Linked DNA regions of Mus musculus: regions 2, 3, 4 and 5 are each linked to region 1. A link is a contact called in public Micro-C, promoter capture Hi-C and targeted proximity ligation data. All regions are on one chromosome and are shown on one strand. The core of a region is the stretch at or near the end of the contact, and the rest is flanking DNA. Distances in the headings are between cores, read along the strand shown.

Region 1 (2,832 bases), core at 91-2,590:
AACACCTGTTCCTCAGGATCTGTCCATGTTGGTTTATAAGACCGGGTCTTTCATTTTTCGGGGGCTGGTAAATCCAAGGATCTGTCTCCCCAGCTCTGGGATTACAAATCTGTGCTACCACTCCTGGTTTCTCTTGTTGGGGTTTTGTTTTTGTTGTTGTTGTTTTTGTTCTTTTTTTTTTTTCCTTGAGAGAGTGTCTCAGTTGACATAGTTACTCCTGGCGAAAGGGTTTTGTGGGGAGGAGAGGGCGCTCGTGCGCGAAGTTGCCTGGAATAGAACCTCAGCATCCTTTACAGGATTTTTAAAAAAGCAAACTAAAATACTTAAAATTGCAACGCAGTGGGCAAGTGCGAGCATTCACACCGCACAACTATCACCACTATCCATCTCGCCATCACCACAACTTTTATCCTGTACCCTGGAATCTTCTTAGGATTTTTTTTCCCCCCTGAGACAGGGTTTCTCTGTGTAGCCTGGCTATCCTCGAACTCACTCTGTAGATCAGGCTGGCCTCGAACTCAGAAATCCGTCTACCTATGCCTCCCAAGGGCTGGGATTAAAGGCATACGCTACCACTATCCAGCTTTTCTTTTTATTTTTTTTTTTTTCTTTTTCTTTTCTTTTCTTTTTTTCTTCCTAGGATTTTTTAACCAGACTAGGTTAAATGGAAGGCGAACTTGCGCCCCGGGTGCAGCCTTGGGCACTAGGCACATTCCTCCTTCCCCGCGGTGTGACTAAGCAGGCTCTGGGCTTAGTGCTCCGCCCTCACCTATTGTCCCCCGAGAGGAACCGGTATTTCCGGATTGGAGCCTCAGAGCCAGAGAACCAGGGAGGTTGGAGGGGGAGGGGGATTGAAATTGATCTTAAAACTTATCTTTCACCGATACCATTACCCGTTTCTCTTCTTCCCCAAACAAAAATCAACCCGTTCCACTCCCCTACCGTATACATACAGTGACCCACAAACACCCTTCCCGTGGTTTCTGAGGGGTGACTGACCTTTCCTCGCCAGCACCTGCGGAAAGACTGAAAGCAGATCTGGGCACGAATTAGATAAACCCTGCGAATGTTTATACTCTTGAGCCGAAGCTTGGGGGTTTTGCTGAGAAAAGAGGCGGAAGCGTCGCTCAATCCCTGCCCCACCGCTGGGTGGCGCCGGTGAGGCCTCCCCCTCCGCCAACAGGACGACCCAAAGTGGCGCGAGCTACTTTTTTTTTTTTTTTCCGGGTCTGGAGGAAGCAGGTGATGGCCACCGCCCATCTACCCTCCCCCTAACCACACACACTCTAGATAGGCACTTGTCCCCCTTTCTTCTAGCCCTCCAAACAGGAAATAGGTTGAGTCACAACAATACCCAGGAACGGCCGGTGGCGGAGGTCACTGGCTCCCGCCTGCTGCGGCAGCCCGCGGCACTCCGCCTCCGGACAGGCGCTGCCCGCGCTGCGCCGCCCGACGCCTGGGACCGTCGCTTTCTGCGCGCTGACTCTGCTGGCTGCCGCCGCCCCCCTTCTCCAGGCGAGTACCTGCGGCTCTGTCCCTCCCGGGGTACAAGATTGCTCTGGAGCCTTGGCTCGCCGCGGGGCAGCGTGCGTGAACGCCGGTTGTCCCCGTGGGGTTTGGGATGTGATTTCTTGAGCACTGCTTTTTGCGTGCGTACTTCCATCTCCCACCCTTGGGCAGCCTCGCATCACCGGGGTTGACTTAGGGTCACCCGGGATCTGAGTTTACGCCGCTGCTACAGGTGCCTGGCTCCTCCTTGTCCTTCCAGGCGGGGACATTGTTTCGCTCCCGCAGAGCGTCTCTTCTGCTAGATTCAGAGGGCCTTTGGGTTTCTGTTGGCAGCGATGGTATCTAAGGGGTGGGTGACCTGAACGGGCGCGGAGCGAGGGAAAGCTGGTGTCTGTGTGCAGGTGGGGGCGATCCTGGTGACCATGAGTCTGCCCCCTCCCCCGCCGCCGACAGGAAAACAGTCCCGTCGCTTTGTGAAACATTTAATTCGACTTTGTGTGTGTGTGTATATATATATTTGGGGTCTTTCGACTCTTTTATAAAGGACGAGCCGAGTTGTCAACACAGGGCGTTGTCAGCTCTCCAGGGCTGCTTTCCGTGGCTTTTCTATGGGACTCTCAGTCAAAGCCGAGTTGGAGATTTTTATGTTGGAAAAAGGCCACCGAATGCCAAGCATTCTCCGAGCTTGAAAAGGGTGTTTTCCAGGCTGCTGCAGTGTGCGAGAGGGTTTCTGAGCTACTGTCTCTGAGTTGTCCACCGCGCCTTCCCAGGTCCGCAGGTGTGCGGGTTCTGTTCAGAGGCTCCTCTGGCCTCTAAAAGTTTCCCGACTTTCCTAGTTCATTTGAAAGACCAGTTTCCTGGTAAGGAGAGAGGGATTCTGGGACATTGCCTGGGGGCCTCTTGAAAACCCAGGTTTCAGGCCGCACCCTAGACCTGTTAGCCCTGGGATCTATTTGCACTTTGACCTTTGGGAACCTTTGGCCCAAGAAAAGTGGCGGTGCCCAGCTAAGGAATGAATCACGTCGGACTCCTACTCAGCCTTAAATCTGAATGCTATTTTAAAAATGGGGACAGACAGTACAGCCACACTGGACCTACCCACTCCGCCCCCAGAGCCATTGGCTCTTTATTGAGATTTGAAGATATTTGGCTAACATATAAGGCTGCAGGTTTTTTTGTTTCTGGCCTTGAAATGTGCCTTAAAATGATACGGAACGTGAAATTGAGCATTTTAACCTTCCTAAATGTTAAGTTAAACGGCACCGAATGCCCTCAGTTTTCTTCAGGGGGCTGAGAATCCTGACTAGGAATGTAATAGGCAGA
Region 2 (2,832 bases), core at 112-2,611, 1.4 Mb before region 1:
AAAGAGAGTTAAGTAGCTTCACTTTGGAGCCTTTTCCTTAGAGTTCTTAAAAGGCGCCTTTTTTTTTTTTTTTTTTTTCAAATTCTAAGTCTTGAGGCCTCTTAGCCTGGCTAAAAAAAACAAAACGACTCCTAGTTCCTTTAAGTAAGAGACAAAACGCCTGTTCCGGACCAAGCCAAGAATCACCTAGAAACAGCAAAGCACTGGGCCCTGACTGCTAGCCAGCACCTACTTACCCCCTCGCTCCAAGTGAGAGCCCCCACCCGTCTAAAACCCGCAGCCCGGATAACCCTCCTCATTGTGGTGTGTTTAAAGTCGGTCTTCCCCAAGACATCATTTTATTTTTAAAATTGACCTGCTATGTTCCCTTTCAACCCGGGGAAAGCCTCTGACGATAGGGACACAGCCAGGCGATCTGGTTGGCCCCTCTGGCGGGCTCCTGGGTTCCATCGGCTTCAGACTCTCGAGACCCCCTTTCCGGGAGAGTAAGAACCGGTGCCTGGTGGGGGTGGGGCAGGTCCAACCAGGTCCACTTCCCACAAACTTGTCTTCGGCCTTCCCCCACGATCCCGAAGAGCCCTCGAAGCTCCCTCATTCGGAGCGCGACCCCAGCGCCGCAGACGCTCTCACCTGGTTTAGCAAGCTGCGCTGGCAGCGTCCCGGGCTGGGGCTCCGCGACCCAGCGCAGCGCGGCGGCCGCGGCCAACTCCGCGGTGGGACGAGGCGGCGCGGGCGGCTGGGACGCTTGGGAGGCTGGCGACGACTGCGAGGCGGTAGCGGCGGTGGCCGCAGCGTCCCCCGGCGGCGGGGGCCCTGGCAGAGCCCGCAGCGAGTCCGGGATGAGGCTCTCCAGGCTCTCGTTGGCCTGCTGCCTGCGCAGCGCCACCTGCGCCGCCATCACCCGCTGCCGCTCGATGATCAGGATGCACTTCTCGCAGGTGCAGTCCTTGAAGCGACAGTAGCGCTTGTGGCCCTTGAGCCAGGACAGCACCCCGTGGTTCCGGCAGCGCGCGCACTTGGGCGTGCGCTGCAAGGGCGCCCGCGGCGGCTGCGACACCGGGCCGCCCATGTACAGGTAGGGGGAGCCGTAGCCGTTCATGCCCAGGGCTCCCCCCGGCCGGCGGCGGGAGCTGGAGCACAGAGCTCGGAGGCCCGCTCTCGGGAGGCCCCGGAAGGTCCGCGGCGGCCGGAGCTACGGCAGCAGTCTCCCCGGCTCCGATGGCGCTCGCAGCCCGCCGGTACCCACGCGTGCCGCCTCTCTGCCCGCCGCTCTCGGGGCGCAGGCTCCACCCGCAGGTCCTCCCACGCTGAGGCTCTCCAGCAGCTGCAAGGAGCCGGGGAGAGCTCTGATTACGGTCTGAGCCACTTCCTTCCCTGGTCCCTTCCTCGCAGACTGGACCCAGCACCTCCTCCGCCACCCTCCCCCCCCAGTCCCTCCTCCCTCCCGCCGCCACCCCCCCCCCAATCGGGGTCCCAGCCTCCTTGCGCTCCCCACGCGCTTTCCTCCTCCCTGGCAGGCACCCCTCGGGTTCCTGCACCTCACCTTCCCCGCCACCTGCAGCCTGGCCTCTCAGGCGGGGGCGCTCACAGCCCCCTCTGCCAAGCGCTCTGTTACCCCTTCCTGAGCCGGGAGGGACTGCGCCGCTGCGGTACCGCGGGAGCGCTGGGCGGACCGGGTGTGGGGCGGGGGACGATGGGGAGGGGGGTGGGTGTTTGTAAGCCAGCCGGCAGGCCTCTCCCCTACCCTCTCACGTCGCTCCAGCACTGGCCTCGAAGCACTGAGCCCTAGACCGCTTTCCTTCCCACCCTTGGCCTCAGCCATTCGGAGCTTGCGAGGGAATTGAGGGTACTCCGCAGGTCGGCCCCGGGAGAACCGGGTTTCAAGAACCGGAAAGTCTCCACCTGGCAAGAGGAATCAAAAGAGGGGTAGTAGTGATTCGGGAATTCTTCGCTTGGTTTTGCAATCTAGTTTCTTTTTCATTGCTACAGAAGAAAAATGAGTATTTTTTTTTTTAATCTGTCAGGCTTCAGGAAGACAACTCGTTTTATAGGGTAACTTCAATTTTCTACTTAACCTCCTCTTGTCTTTAAAATAAACAATCTCTGCCTTGAATGACCTCTCTGCCTTGGACTGCCAAGTGCTCTCTTGGATGTTTTTCTTAAGCACTGTTTAAACTTTCCGAGGGTGTAGGGAGAAGACACATTAGTGGCCCCAAAGTTACCTGGTATTTTGTTCACGCAAAGGCCACTGAATCAGCCAAGGTCCGGAATTGCCCAGTTCAAATCCCCACAGACGCTGTGTTTTACTTAAGAATAAGGAATAGACCCTACTCGTAACAATCTTTGCGTGACGATGAAGAGTCTCCTGTATAACCTTAGACTGCATAAGCCTTTTTTTTTTACAGCATAAATTTCGTTTATACTCTTTGCTTGTTTTCAGTATTGGTTTGTCCAATGTCGAGTATTACTACGTACGTGTAGAGAAGGCTGCCTTTTTTCACTCAACCAAGAAAACAACCGAACAAAAATCAAGGCATAAAGTAGGCTCAGGACCGCTTTAACAACTCAGTGGGAAGGAGCCAACGGAAGTCCCGGACGGTCTTTTAGCGGCCCCTGGGAACGTGCGCTCCGCTTCTTACTGTGTGGGTGAAAGTTAACGTAAACGGGTCTGCTGCGGTACCTGACTCCTGAACTGCACAGAGACCATAGTCTCTTTCTGGAGGTCGCTTTCCAGTGCCCAGCCCTACCGCCAGCCAAGGAAGAGAGCATCGCTGGCAATCTTGAGTTTGCTGTGAATTCTAGGACTGTGTCGTCCGAGGTTCAAGCAGCAAG
Region 3 (2,832 bases), core at 179-2,678, 1.3 Mb before region 1:
AATGAAAGAAAGGAAAAGACCGATCTACAGGTCTTCAAACTGGCACCTTCCCTACACCTGTATTAAAAAAAAAAAAAAAAAAACACTTAAGCATAATTGAACTTCGATAACTTAGGTCGCGACTACAAATTTGTAAATGCTAGCATTTTCAAAATGGCTGAGACGCTTGCCCGGGTCCGCGGGGCGAACCCGGAAAGTGCGCCAACTGATGCGCGAACACGCTGTGCTCCCGCCCATCCCGAGGACTTTTCCAGAAAGGCCCAGGAGCAGCACCTTCCCGCGCCACCTGGGTGAAACCTGGCCCATGAAGCCAGGGACCCTAAGGGCCTGAATCCCCGCAACTCAATGTCTGTGTAACGAGAGGTTCGGGGCTATGGAGATTCTTCCCGGAGGAGCGAACCCCTCAATTTTCAGCTAGGGAAGTAGTTTAAAATCATGGCAGCTCTCCCAGTGGAGCAAACCCCTCCAGTCTGCCAGCAAAGTTTGAATCTCGGGACACCCCCACCGACGCCCAAACATTCCTGGTCCCGGGGTTTTCTGATTCAGGGAATCTCGCGACTCCGTTCGCAGAGCGCCCTTGGAGACTATGGGGGCCCAAGTGCGTGGCGAACCCCGAAATTCAGCTGGAAGACGAGGTCAGAATGAAGAGAACCCCGTGCAGAGTTAAATACTGAGCCACTCGTCTACCGATGGCGAGGGTGCACGTGTGCAGCCCGAATCCCACTTCATTGCTCGGAACAACCCCACCCCCACCCCACCCCGCGCCGCAAATCCGCGGGATTCAAGCAGACGGAACCCGCAACCCTCCATCGCCGCCCCACCCCCACCCCGACCCCGACCCCGGCGTCTGGACCGCGGCTCGCCCAAGCCGGCGTCCGTCGATGCTCCCCCACCCCCGCATCTTGCAGGCTTCCCCGGGAGCCCGGACTCACCTGCGCGGCCATCACCCGCTGTCGCTCCGCAATCAGGCTGCACTTCTTGCACTGGCAATCCCGCCACATGCAGAAGCGCTTGTGGCCCTTGAGCGGCGACGCGTAGCCGTGGTTCCTGCAGCGAGCGCATTTGGGCAGCCTCGGGGACTTCTTGCTTCCAGAACCCAGGCCCGACGGCCCGGAGCCCGAGGCACCTCCGCTGCCCCCCGCGCCCGAGCCTCCAGCCGCTCCAGCCATCGCCCCGGCAGCTTTGCTGTAACCTCCGGCTTTGCCCTGCGGCGGGGCCCCGGGAGCGTGAGGAACCTCCGTCGGGGTAGAGGGCTTGCCGAATGTGTCGTCGTTCGGCATGGAGCTTCGTCTCCCGCTCCCGGATCCACCCAGCCGGCTGCCTAGAAGGCGCGCAGGAGGCGGGTGCACCGCAGCTGGACCTGTAGTCTAAATGAAGAGCTCGGGGAGTGGGTGGGGGGTTGTACCTCTTTTCTTTTTTCTTTTTTCTTTTTTTCCCCTTTTGGCGCGCCTAGCCCAGGACTTTTGGATACTTTTCAGAACCTTCCGAGGATTGCGTGGGCGGGAGAGGGCGCTACGCGGCGTGGCCACGCCCACTGTCCCCCAACTCCATCCACTGCGCTTCTGCTGAGTGCAAGCTTGCACCAGCTGCAAAATTGCTACAAACCTCAGCCGTGTGCAGCGCACCAGCACGAGGAACTCTCTCTGCGCGCCCAGCTCCAAGGAATTGAGCTGAGCGCCAATGGTTGCTTGGAGGAGGTGCAGACCACCCTGTGTGGTCGACTAGCTCCCTTCCCTCACCCCTAACGCCCATAGAGGCCTCTTGGCTAACAGAGACTGGCAGCAATTTTCTTCCCCCCACCCCCACTCCCACCCTCTTATTATAAGAGTGAGACAGATTGAACATCCAAGAAAAGCCGGAGTCTTGTGTTTTTGCAGTTCGTGGGGCTCACGCGCCCCAAAAGTTGAAGGCCTGGGCTTTCTGCCTCCCACAGCCCTGTTTATTTGCTCTCAGGATTTCTACCACCTGGCTCCAGATAGATCAATGTGACATTAGGTGGTTCCCCTCTAGCCTGCTTTGCCGTTTGCTGTAGTAGATAGCTTTTGCCTCTGATGCAACTTCCTTTAAGGACTCTGCAGGCGTGTGGATCTCGGGCATTTCAAAACTAAATGTGACTAGGCATACTGTCATCTCAGCACCTGGAAGGCTGAAGCAGAAAATCCACCGTGAGCTCAAGGCCAGTCTATGGCCACGTAATGAGTTCCTGGCCGTTTAGAGTTATAAAGACCCTGTCTTGGAATACATAAGTAAATAGATTTTTAAAATGGAAGAGAGAGAGAGAGAGAGAGAGAGAGAGAGAGAGAGAGAGAGAGAGAGAGAGAGAGAGAGAAACTGAACTGGTGCCAAGCAGCGTGACAGAATTTGTAATTCCCTCACTGTGGTAGAGGCTAAAGGACCCTAAGTTTGCGGTCAGCCTGGGCTAAGTAGAGAGATCCAGCACCCAAAATTAAAAACAAACAAAATGTGAATCTGGGAGAGGGATCATGCAGATGGAAACATTACTCAAAACTCATTCCATGCTAAGATCTATTTTATTGTATGGAAATGAACGTCACAACCCAACCCCCATCCCCTGCTCCATCACTCTGGAGCCTTTCCTAGGTTTCCCACCTGCTCTCTGCCAGTGTCCTCTGTCCTCTGGCTTCACTTGGGGGAGCAAATGCCCTCAAGATCAGCTCAACCAATGTCCAGATTCCTGTGTCTCTCAAAGTCTGCACTCCCCAATAAATCACTAAATCAGAATGTCTAGCCTGGCAGCTAATATCTGTTATCTCAGCAACTGAGGAGTTGTGAATTCCAGGCCGGCCTGAACTACATACATACAAGATGAAG
Region 4 (2,832 bases), core at 189-2,688, 1.1 Mb after region 1:
AGAGGACAAAAATCCTATGAACGCCATCACTCTGTGTCTGTCTGCTTTCTGGTCTGCCCAGATGTAAGTAAGCAGCTTTAATCTTCTCTCTCTGTGCCCTCTTCACCATTTTGGAATATCATCTTTCAATCTGGAAGCAAAACTAAACCGCTCCTTTCTTAAGTTGCTTTCTATCAAATGTTTTGTCACAGCAACAGAAAAAAATAAAAAATAAAACGGGGTACAGAAAACGGAGAAGCAAGAGTATGGTTAACACTGTGGATGCCTGACCGTATGGCTCATGGCTGATGGTGGATGAACTTGGAGTTGCAGGTGAATGAAGACCCAGAACACTGTAAGAAAAACATAATGGAACATTTTGGGTTGGGCATCTGGAATACAAAACTGCCAGTGGAGATGCAGACAAGAGATTTCAGAAGGACAGAGCAAGGACTCTACTAGAAACCGGACTAAAAGCCATTCACGTTACATTCTGGCCAAGAATCTGTCTGTAGGGCTGGAGAGATGGCTCAGCAGTTAAGAGCACTGGCTCTTCTTCCAGAGGTCCTGAGTTCAATTCCCAGTAACCCCTTGGTGGCTCAAAGACATCTGTAATAGGATCAGATGCCCTCCTCTGGTGTGTTCGAGGAGAACCACAATGTACATAGAATAGATAGAGAGAGAGAAAGTGAGAGAGAGAGAGAGAGAAAGGAAGAAAGAAAAGACTGTGTCTGCATCCTTCCATGTCCTAGAACCTGATTGAGGCTAATTCAAAAACAAAAACAAACAAACAAACAAAACTAAGTCATTTGAAGGAAATCTTAAGACCAGTAATGGAATGTCACGACTGTGACTCACATACAGATCCAGGTTTATTGAGAGAGCAGTAAATGAAGAAAGAACAAATAAATGTCCTGCAACGTAAGGGTGAGTTTAACGTTAAGAACAAGGCAGATGGGGCTGGTGAGATGGCTCAGTGGGTAAGAGCATCCGACTGCTCTTCTGAAGGTCTGGAGTTCAAATCCCAGCAACCACATGGTGGCTCACAACCATCTGTAATGAGATCTGATACCCTCTTCTGGAGTGTCTGAAGATAGCTACAGTGTACTTAGATATAATAAATAAATCTTAAAAAAAAAAAAAAAAAAGAACAAGGCAGATGCAGAGAAAGTGTCTGTGATGGTTAAAGAGATAAGTGCCATTAAATAGAAGAGACACTCTGGGACTCTAGGAAGCAGGCCTTGAGGGTAAGGGCCCACCCACGGGGAGCCGCTAAGTGTAATGCAGATTCATTTGAAAGGAGTGTTCCTGGAAAGATAGAGCTTTAGCAAAGCCTCCTGGAATGTAGCTGCTTAGGGGGATGGTTTCTCTGGTTAATTCTTGAATGGATACCCCCCCAGGCCCAACAGCTGTGACCCACGTGACCCAGGTTACAGCTCAAACTGAGGGCAGAACTTTGATTCATCCAAGTGTTGTTGATTCTTCAAGAACACAGGATTCAAGAATGAGGGGCGCATGGAGGCTTGCCGAAGGAGGCTTGCATGGAAAGCTGCCAAAGCCAGGCAATGTATGGCTGGGTTGGATTCCCTACATCGAGGCCCTGAAAGGTTAGTGCTTAAAACTATAAAGATGAAGTCTAAGATACAGGGGAGACCCCAGGCTGTTGGAGATGTCAGAAACATGGGGCATTTGCTGAAAACTGCAGCTACGGAGGGAACAGGCTCCGAAGAGAGGCTTCAGAGCTTGAGTGGGGGGCCACAATGGCTGTTAGAGTCTCTATGATGCCCCTGAGAATTTTGATGCGGGATGCACATGGAGCTACATAATTTGAATGGCTCTGTTTCCTTGGCCACTCTAATGGAAAACCCTCTTGGCTGGTCGGCTTTATCTCCTGCAGCCACTAGCCTCCTTCTTTTACCCCATTCCACCCCCTCCTAGTTCTCCTGTGTCTGCTACTTTGCCTGCGGGGACCCGGAAGTCCCGCCTATTTCACCCAGCTCACTGGCCGCTAGCATCTTTATTGATGGATCAACAACCAATTGGAGAACAGGACCTTAGCATCAGCACCATCCCTACATAAGTATGTATGTATTTTTGAGACAGGGTCTCATTATGTAGCCCTGGAACCTGTTTTGTAGACCAGACTGGCCTCAAACTCATCTCTCAAGTGATTCGCCTGCCTCTGTAATGGGATTAAAGGCATGTGTGATCACTGCTGGTTCAAAGGTGAACTTGTGCTGGTTAATTTTTGTCCACTTGATTGGATTTAGTCGTACATAGCGCATTAGTGAGGCACATATTTAGTTTTTTCTATGGGGGTCATTTTCAAAGACAACTAACCTAGGAGGGGAGGCCCTCCCTTAAGTGGGTGGCATCATCTCATGGGTAGAGGCTCAGAAGGAATGAAAAGAGAAAGGAGGAAAGAGAGATAAGCCTTCATTGCTCCCAGATTCCTGACTCACACTAGTGTGAGCAACCAGTCTCATGTACCCTCTCATACTATAGGGAACAAAAATTACTTCCGCCAACCATCAGTGAACATCGAGACCTGGGTGTGACTTAGTGAGATCTGGTCACGTGACATGTCTCATAAAGCTTCGATCAAGGTGTAGTCTGAAGATATCATTAACTGGAGGCTCAAACTGGAGGCTCAAACTGGGAGACTGTGGACTTCAGATTTCACCCACGTGACCAGTGGCAGGCCTCAAATGTGCTTCTTCTTCTTCTTCTTCTTCTTCTTCTTCTTTTTTTTTTTTTTTTTTTTTTTTTTTGGTTTTTTGAGACAGGGTTTTTCGAGACAGGGTTTTTCTGTATAGCCCTGGCTGTCCTGGAACTCACTTTGTAGGCCAGGCT
Region 5 (2,832 bases), core at 157-2,656, 1.1 Mb after region 1:
GCAACCCCACCAGGGAATGGGATAAAAGCTGCGCCATTTGACTACCCTACCCCCCAGCGTCTCCCCAGGTGGGGCGACCCCGCAGCGGCGGGGTACGGAGTCCCGGGGGCGGGGCGGGTAAGGGAGGGGCGGGCCGGCTCCAGGCCGAGCCACGCAAGCCACTTGCTCAGAGCGGCGGTTGGGGGGGTGGGGGTGGGTTCGGGTGGCTCCTAAAGGTTGGAGCCAAGTAAGGAGAGAGTGCAGGAGTTAAGCAGCATCTTCTCCAAAATGTTTGCAGCCTCTAGGCCGAGTGCGGTGTCCTGGGCGCCCAGGAATGCTGGCCGGCCAAAGGTTAGCTAAAGCCCGAAGCGGGGGAGAGGCGACGCCGCTAACCTGTATGCACTCTGTAATGGGCTTTAAGATGGGAGGATTTTCCATAGACTTTCCCACAGCCACTGTAGGGGCACTTGTGCCTCTTTTCGGAGGCGTGTTTCCCCTTCGAAGCCACTCCAGAGTGGAGGAGGGAGAGTGGGCTGGGCGCGCTGCCAGAATCCTGTCTCTCCTCCGGGCTGTGGGAAGGACTCGACCCAGATTCGGTGGTCACGTCGCTGTCGGATCCTATATCCTCATCGGGACTCTCCAGACTGTCGCTGCACACCGAGGGGGTCTGGATGGGTCGGTATTTGTTGAGGTCCAACAAGCTCTTGGCGATAGTGACCAGCGTGCAATAATCCTTCCAGGTGTCCCCCGGGTCACCGTGTTCCTTGGTCACCTCGCGCTCAGGTAGTCGCAGCCGCTCGGCTTCCGGAGCGCCCCCGTGCTCCGGCACGGCGGCGCGGTTGGAGATGGAAACCAGACACTGGGCAGCCACGAAGTCCATGTAGGCGGCCGCGGACATGGTGCGGGCGACGGCAGCCCGGGCGGTGCGGCCAAACTTGAAGGTGGCTGCGGAGCTTCGGCTAGCCCTGCCCTGGCCTCGGACGACGAGCGCGGTGCGGCGCGGCCGAGGGGGCGGGGGCGCGGGAGCTTGCGACTCGCGGGAGCGCCGAGGCGACCTCAGCCCCTCATCTTTACGTAACCGGCAGCGCCTCCGCACGCAGCAGCCGCGGCCGGCTCCGCCGCTGTCGCCGCCGCCCTGCCCGGCGCCCCGCGCGATCCCACGATGGGCGCGCCCTCCTCGGAGAGATGCCACACGTGGCGGTCGCAAGTTTATTCGACTGCAAACGTGTCGGAGTCCCAGAGAAAGCCAACTGCGAGCCAGGCGCACGTCCTCGACCGCCTCTCCGCCGAGCTGACGCCCCGGGGCATCAGCCGAGTACGCGGACGAGGGGGGCCGGGGCTGAGTGGGGCTCCGCGCCTACGAGACACTTCTTCCCGCGTCCGCCGACGGCCGCTGAGCCCCTGGTCCTGCCGCGCCGCGCCTCTCCGGCATTCTCCAGCTCAGTAACAATTTCGCAGAATCCCATCACGTCACAATCCAGGCCCCCTCCAATTGGCCAGTGGGGAGGGTGATTCAACTCTGTTTACTTTCTCCCCCTGCCAGTCAGAAGGGCCCTTCGGTGGAGAGGTGCGTCTAGAACTACGGCGCGCGGCCAATCCGACCGTTCCGTTCCGCCGCCGCGTGCTGCCCCTCCAGCCCCGAACGCTGACATTTAAAAGGGAAACTGCTCGGAGCCCGGCAACCAGCGGCTGCGCATCCCCGCAGATGCCGCCCAGACCGCGCGCGCGCCTACGCCTCCCGGCCCACGTGCCAGCTGGCGTGGCTTGGGAACGCTTCTCCCCTAGGCAGTTACGCCCATCCCTAGGGACGAAACAGAACTTCAACTTCGGGTTCCCAGCCCTCAAACAGTTAAGTGACTTCCTGCAAACGCTACAGTCCCAGCAACCAGGCTTCCAATCAAAAGTAAGTTGGTTGATGTCACTGGCATTGGCTCAGCCAATCAGAAGGGCGTTCCAAAAGGAAGCGCCCGACACTTGTAAACCTGCGGAGCAGAAGTGAATCGGACAGATCTTTTCATATTTGTGTTGCTGGTGCTAACTCTAAAATATAGATGGAAGGACGGGGTGCTTAATAAACTAAGTGTGAGTCAAATTTTAAACCCTCGATATGGCAGGCCACGTTGTCCAAGGACAGACTCGGATGAGACAGCATCAATTCGTTCTTGTTTGGAATGCAGCACTTAGATGTTTAAAAGTTCTTTCACCCCACACATTAACCAAGAGAAATTCATCTAAAATTTTTCACAGCTAACAAAAGATCCGGTTCCGTATTAAATGGTTCTTACACAAAAGCACCGCCATCTTGGCATTTTGCTAAACCTCCTACTTCCTTGGGCGCCTTTGACTCTAAATTCGCTCTGTCTTGAAGCTATCTTAACCCATAAACTGAGACCAATAAGACATTGCATTTGCATAACTTGAAAAAATCCTTTTCTTTGTAGGGACTCCTCCCTGTTCCTGCTGGGCAAGCCTTTCCTTCCTCTTGCTTCACAATTGTAGAGAACAAGACTGGTCTACCTTATCAGGTAGACGACCGCAGAACTCAAAAAAAAAAAAAAAAAAAAAAAAAAAAAGCACAGGGTTCCCGATTCCTGACTCTGCTTTAGAGGAGCCACCCCTGTGAAATATTAACTGTGTTAAATAGTCCTGAGAACTGGAATCATCCAGAGAGCCTTAACAACTGAATCTTGTGGCTTTACTTGGTCAACAATTAGTGTGGGGTTGGGAGTCTGATGAACTCAGTGTGCTTCTTCCTGAGATGAGTGCTGGGTTGTTTTCCATCATGATAGCTAAGGATCTACAGCAGGGCATACAGTCAACACTGCGGGTTTACAATCCCTCCATTGCCTGGCG

Evidence for each region. Promoter capture Hi-C pulls out the DNA fragments that hold promoters and counts their contacts. A called contact is a pair of places that touch in the nucleus more often than the background predicts.
Region 2: a contact with region 1 is called in a Micro-C map of embryonic stem cells, with 9 times the contacts expected there. A contact is called at or near these places in 1 of 39 promoter capture datasets (pre-B cells) and 1 of 484 Hi-C or Micro-C datasets (embryonic stem cells).
Region 3: a contact with region 1 is called in a promoter capture Hi-C map of embryonic stem cells, with 2.5 times the contacts expected there. A contact is called at or near these places in 2 of 39 promoter capture datasets (embryonic stem cells and pre-B cells).
Region 4: a contact with region 1 is called in a promoter capture Hi-C map of liver, with 2.4 times the contacts expected there. A contact is called at or near these places in 2 of 39 promoter capture datasets (the 3T3-L1 cell line and liver), 1 of 484 Hi-C or Micro-C datasets (embryonic stem cells) and 2 of 130 datasets of targeted methods (both in embryonic stem cells).
Region 5: a contact with region 1 is called in a targeted proximity ligation map of pancreatic cancer cells. A contact is called at or near these places in 2 of 39 promoter capture datasets (cranial neural crest and liver), 1 of 484 Hi-C or Micro-C datasets (embryonic stem cells) and 3 of 130 datasets of targeted methods (embryonic stem cells and pancreatic cancer cells).

What each region holds. Positions count from the first base shown.
Region 1 is chr19:24,223,534-24,226,365 of GRCm38.p6, reverse strand. Tjp2 (tight junction protein 2) reads left to right here and starts at 1,340. Exons shown (of 24, transcript NM_001376368.1): 1 at 1,340-1,515.
Region 2 is chr19:25,609,066-25,611,897 of GRCm38.p6, reverse strand. It overlaps Dmrt3 (doublesex and mab-3 related transcription factor 3), which reads right to left and starts at 1,361. Exons shown (of 2, transcript NM_177360.3): 1 at 631-1,361. The coding sequence starts at 1,099.
Region 3 is chr19:25,504,302-25,507,133 of GRCm38.p6, reverse strand. It overlaps Dmrt1 (doublesex and mab-3 related transcription factor 1), which reads right to left and starts at 1,428. Exons shown (of 5, transcript NM_015826.5): 1 at 933-1,428. The coding sequence starts at 1,280.
Region 4 is chr19:23,074,511-23,077,342 of GRCm38.p6, reverse strand. It overlaps C330002G04Rik (a long non-coding RNA gene), which reads left to right and starts at 1,438. Exons shown (of 8, transcript XR_001782629.2): 1 at 1,438-1,586.
Region 5 is chr19:23,139,800-23,142,631 of GRCm38.p6, reverse strand. It overlaps Klf9 (Kruppel-like factor 9), which reads right to left and starts at 1,406. Exons shown (of 2, transcript NM_010638.5): 1 at 373-1,406. The coding sequence starts at 877.